Regions from separate parts of the Sus scrofa genome. Here region 2 is linked to region 1. The links are chromatin contacts, called in public Hi-C maps. All regions are on one chromosome and are shown on one strand. The core of a region is the stretch at or near the end of the contact, and the rest is flanking DNA. Distances in the headings are between cores, read along the strand shown. Region 1 holds the start of TMED2 (transmembrane emp24 domain-containing protein 2). Region 2 holds the start of ARL6IP4 (ADP ribosylation factor like GTPase 6 interacting protein 4).

Region 1 (2,660 bases), core at 70-2,569:
ACAAAGGACTAGATTGGATATTCTGAGACCCATGTTCTCATCCTAGGCTGCTGCATATCAGCTGTTAGACTTTGTTCAAGTTGCTTTCTCTTATGAAGCCCATGCCACCTGTAAAACTTGTAGACTGGAATAGCTGGTGTCTTAAGCTCTCAGCTAACTTTAACAGTCAGTCCTTCCAGTAGCTCCTTATTTCTGGATTTCACTTGTTTTGTGGAATTTATGCCCAACTCCGCTGAGGGTCAGTGTCAAATGGAAAATCCTTAGACCTAATTAATCATGCTAACGGATGACTTTAAATATTAATTACATCTGATTTTCTAAAAAAAGTTAGAGGCGAATCATTCTTTTGGCTTAAAACAAGACACAGGAAATAATTTACAGACTGTTGGCTTCTTAAAATAATTTTCCGTTTTCTCCACTTCGCTGCAGTCATTACACCTAAAATGCATAACCAGCCTCACTCCCCTAGCCGGAGATGGCTAAACGAGGTATCACGTAAAGGAGATTCACGTAAAATCGGGTAATCTGGATCATTTCCATGAAAAATAAAACACAACGCGAACGTCTGCCTACATATCTCAATAGCTTTCGATTTACTTTTTCAGAAGTTTCCATGTCACGTGCCAACTTTAATTTGCACTATGGAGGAAAGCAGCTGCTGACCGTTCGAGACCCGCCACCAGCTAAACGAGACTGTGAAGCGCCTCCTGGGCCCAGATCTGACACGCGGCGCCTGGTCGACAAAGCTCGGCAAGAGGTTCCAAGGGGAACCCGCCATTCAAGCTGAGTATCCAAAGCAATCAAGCAACGGTTACGTATCCCGTGGGGAGCCCGGAATCCGGGGAGATGCGGGGAAAAGGGAGGTTAGAGGGTCGCTGGGTGGCGGCCAGCGCCCCTCCCAGAACTCGGACAGTGGCCTCGATGTCCCGCTCCCCCCGCGGGCCCCGCGCGCCGGCGGGCCCCGCGCGCCGGCAACCCCCGAGCGGCCGCAAGACCCCGCTTCGGTCGCGGGCAGCGCGCCCGCACCTCCACGTCGATGTCCAGGAAGCCGCCCTCGGCCACCTCGAAGATGAGGCCCATCTTGGTGCCCGAGGTGACCCGCTCGAAGAAGCACTCCTCGGCATGTGCGTCGATGCTGACGAAGTAGCCCGAGGCCGTGCCAGGAGGGCGGCCAAGAGCACCAGCAGCTCAGCGAGCGTCACCATGGTGGGGCTGGGGCCGAAGCCAGGACCGGGAGCGCGGCCTCCAAAGCCGCCGTGGCCGCCGCCGCCACCACTACCTTCTCAGCCGCCGCCGCCTCAGCCCCGCCCCTTCCGGCTGCGCCACCCGAGGGGGCTGATGCGGGCGCCGTGGATTGGCGGGCGCCTGCAGCTGCCACGTAACGGACGCACGGCAGCCGCCGAGGGACAAGGCGTCTCCGCGCGGGCCGAGCCTGGACGGTGGCTCCGAAGGACCAGAAACCATTGTCCTCTTCCTCTCTCCAGTCGCGCTTACAACTTAAATTTCACATGGACCACACGAGGAAAAAACAGTAGCAATAACCCTCCTCCCCCTAGTGCAGTATCTTCTTAGGATTGTCCGTAAAGATGGCAGAAGATTTGGAGGCAGTAATAGGAGTGGAAGGAGGAAATGGAGCTGAAACCAAGGGCTTTAATATTTATGTTAGCCTGCCCTCACCTCGCAAAAACCGACGGAGGAAGGATGGAGAAGGGTATAGAGACTGGGAAAGGGCACGAGAGAGAACCTCCTGAGATGTTGGAAATGTTTTACATCGTCACCTAAACGATGGGTACATGAGTGTTTACATATGCCTTTTTAAAAACTAAAGAAACTGTATACTTAATACGCCTTATTTCACTGTATGTATATATAATACAACTACCGAAAACAAAAAACCTTGTCTACATCCTCCAAAGTTAGAATTCTCTCACTTCCCTAGAGTCTAGTTGCCACCCCCATGGCCCCATTGCTCTTGCCAGCTACTGGGACAATTTTTTTGTACACTTTGCCTCCTGGCATACTCCTACACACCCCTCAAAACCCAACTCAAATGTCACCTCTCCTCTTCTTGAAATGTTCCTAGATCTCCCACTGCCAAATTCTAGCCCCTTCCTCTGTGCTTACAAGGTAGATTTGCACCCTCTAAGTTATACTTATTTACCAGTCTGTGTCACTCATGAGGCACAAGTCTTGGCACATATATGCTGCTCTCTCAGGCCCTCCCCTAGGGTCACAAAAGATCTCACTCATGATGTGTTAGTTGACACATCAAGTTCATTGAACTGGCCTGATGAGGAGACCTGGGTTGTTACTCCAGTTTTACACATAGTTGTGTAACCTTAATTATGTTCCATCACTCTCTGAACTTAAATTTCCTTATCTGTATAAAGGGGGTGATAGCACATTTTATGCTTATCATGTAAAGTTATCATGAAGATCAGATGATACCATTTATGTGAATAAGCAATGCAAGTTTGAAGGATTATTTCTTCAAAGACTACCAGACAATAGGGGGCAGTAGTGGCCCAATATCCAGTTTCCTGCTCAGGTGTCAATAAACAGATGCAGGTACTGTGAAAGAAGATTCCAGGCTATGACAATGCGTTATCGAACTCAGAGTTCTAGTAATGGTCTCCTGATTCCCCACCTTCCAAACTGTG
Region 2 (2,660 bases), core at 88-2,587, 490 kb after region 1:
CAGAGCCTCAGCTTGCTGCACCTTGGCCTTTTCCTTGCTTCTCTTCTTCAGCTTCTTCTTCCTTTTCTTCTTCTTCTTCCTCTTCTTGTCCTTGTGCTTCCCCCGCTTCTTCCGGCCATCGCTGGAGGAAGAGGAGGAGGACGAGGAGGAAGAGGAGCTAGAAGAACTGGAAGAAGAGGAGGAAGAGCTGGATCGTGGTCTCCTCCGGGCCTTGTGCTTGCTTCTCTCTGTGATGCATGGAGAAGGTGAGGCTGGAAGGCCAGGAGGGGAAGAAGTAAACCTTCGTCCCCTTGCTCTGGCCTGTAGCAGGCTCAGGCTGACCCCAGAGGCATGAAGCCCTCGGGCAGGGCTTTCCAGAAAAGGGATCAGCACCCTGTGGAGAGGCACTTTCTGGGCTGCCAAGTCACTGACCACCCAGGAGCAGGGCAACCAGCCCCCACATCTCCCGCCCAGCTGCACCAAAGATATGATTAAGTGCTCCTTTCACTCAGTATTCAATGGGCTGGTCCAGCCGCTGGATTCTGAGCATCCTTCAATCCAGATACCCAGGATCTACACTCTGGGTCCTCCTTTGAATAGTGCTCTCTGCAATTTTCCCAAAGCCAGTCCGGAAAAGCCCGCCCAGCTGCCTGCAACTTCCTCCATGAAGTTCCCTCACCCCTTTCCCATTCCCTCTGGTTCTCACCCTCCGCCCCAGAGGAGGTAGTGCTGGCTTTGCGGCTTTGGGATCTAGAAGCCGAGCAGCTCCTGGGAGCGTCCTTACTGCTCTTCTTCCTTTTCTTTTCCGACCCTCTGCCCCGGGACCGGCTGCGACTCCTCGAGCGCTTGCGAGAGCCGACGTGAGCCATAGCGCCGTGGGCTGGAGGCGGGGAGACGCGCTTAAACTGGGGGTCCCTGGGCCGGTCCGCAGACTGGGTTCCAAGAGCGGCTCTACTCAGAACCTGGTCCTCTAGGGATCGATACCCGTCACCACCCGGGGCAGGGATATGAGGGGATCTATGCAATCGCACAACCCGCACCCGCCCCTCGCCCCCAGGTATCCCAGATTCTCGGCGGGCTCCTGGATTCTCCGCAGCGGCCTCTTTAAGGGCCCGCCCCCGCCCGGACGCTCCACGCCTGCGCGATCCAGTTCAGGAGCCCTAGGAACGGCAGTGTTCCTCAGCTGCCAGGTGAGTTCTTTATTCCTTTCCGCGTACTCCTACCCTCCACCCCGCGCCCTCCGCAGCCTTGCCGCCTTAAAGAAAGTCTCCGAAGCTGCTCCGCTCCCGCCTCAACCGTCCATTTGGCCGGACCACCTGCCCTGCACCGCGCCTTAGAGTAAGGAAGTGGCTGCTGGGTGACTTCCGGTCTGGGGGTGCTGCTCGGGAGACAGTCCGGCTGCGAAGCGAGGCGCGGTTGCCTTTAGTTCTGAAGCCCCAGGTTCCGTTTCTGTGGCAGCCCAAGAAACGGAACCTGGCGCGATCACCACGGGAGAGGCGAGTTGGGCATCCAGGCTTCCGCCTACAGGTGGAGCTCCGAGACGAGAGACCTGCTCTCCAGCCTGGCGCCAGTCCTGGAGTTTGCAGGCCTTTTGCTGCAGCTGTGCTTCTCCCAACGCTGTTCTTTCGGCGCGCCTGCAGCACCCCCAGACTCCCTGGCGCCCCAGGGAAGAAGGCGACCCTACTGCGCGCCGCTTTTCCTTTCTGGATTGTCTTCGGATGTGTCCACTGCAACGCGCTGCGAGCTCCAGAGCTTTGGTCTTTCCATCGTCCCCACCCAGTAATACAGAGATCGCACTCAAACGTCCATAAGGACCAGAGGGATCATGGCAGTGAATGAGGAAGGGACCCTGTGATCAAGAGCACCACAGGCCTGTCTAGAGTGGGGACAGCTGAGACCCTGCTGATTTCTGCAGTACGGATTGGGGCCTGGTGTTCCCAGATCTTCCCACTCCCTTAAGAAGTCAGAACTCAAGATTTCAACATAGCTACATGCCTCATCCAGTCTTGGGGCCAAGTTGCAAACTCTTCAGTAGTGATGATAGCAGCAGACACAGGGCTGTTAAAAATCACTTTATAAACATGAGGCCCCAGAACAACTCTAGGCCATACTCACCAGGTGAGGAAAGTAAAGCACAGAGAGGTCACACGGCTTACCCACAGTCACAGGTGGAAGTGATCGAATCAGAATTAGAACCCAGGCAGTCTGGCTCCAGAGTCCCTGCTTTTAATCCCTCTGCAGTAACCCCTCTGTACCATCCAGAAGATGCCTTAGGTGGCTGGCCCAAATCCTCTTTGTAGACAGGTGTACTCGCCCCAAGCCGTGGTATTTGCTGCTGACACCTCACACCTGTGCCCTTCTCTGGACGACTCCCTTGGCCACTGGAGATGGATGTCTGGGAAGTTACTCACCCCCTCCCTACCCTGAAATACCTTAAAGCCAGTTAACTGATGTTGGGGGCAAACTGTGGTACCATTCATGCTGCAAAGAGCCTATAAGATTGGGCTGAAGCTGGATCCTTCTTGAAACCACATTTGGCCCAGCTGCTTCTGCCCTATCCTGGTTCCCCTTCTTCTGAGAGTATTCCCTCCTTAAACCACTTGCACAGGAATCCCCATCTCAGCCTCTGGTTCTAACAAGCCCAACCTAAGGGAGTTCCTGTTGTGGTGCAAAATGGGATC

What was found. Hi-C and Micro-C count contacts between places; a contact is called where the count stands out from the background.
Region 2: a contact with region 1 is called in a Hi-C map of embryonic fibroblasts, with 2.0 times the contacts expected there. The contact joins the promoter of ARL6IP4 here to the promoter of TMED2 in region 1. A contact is called at or near these places in 1 of 5 promoter capture datasets (liver), 2 of 47 Hi-C or Micro-C datasets (embryonic fibroblasts and liver) and 1 of 2 datasets of contacts at active chromatin or transcription factors (alveolar macrophages).

The regions. Positions count from the first base shown.
Region 1 is chr14:29,399,135-29,401,794 of Sscrofa11.1, forward strand. It overlaps TMED2 (transmembrane emp24 domain-containing protein 2), which reads right to left and starts at 1,320. Exons shown (of 6, transcript XM_003359088.4): 1 at 1,163-1,320; 2 at 1,027-1,160. The coding sequence starts at 1,205.
Region 2 is chr14:29,887,133-29,889,792 of Sscrofa11.1, forward strand. It overlaps ARL6IP4 (ADP ribosylation factor like GTPase 6 interacting protein 4), which reads right to left and starts at 1,338. Exons shown (of 5, transcript NR_033706.1): 1 at 686-1,338; 2 at 1-166.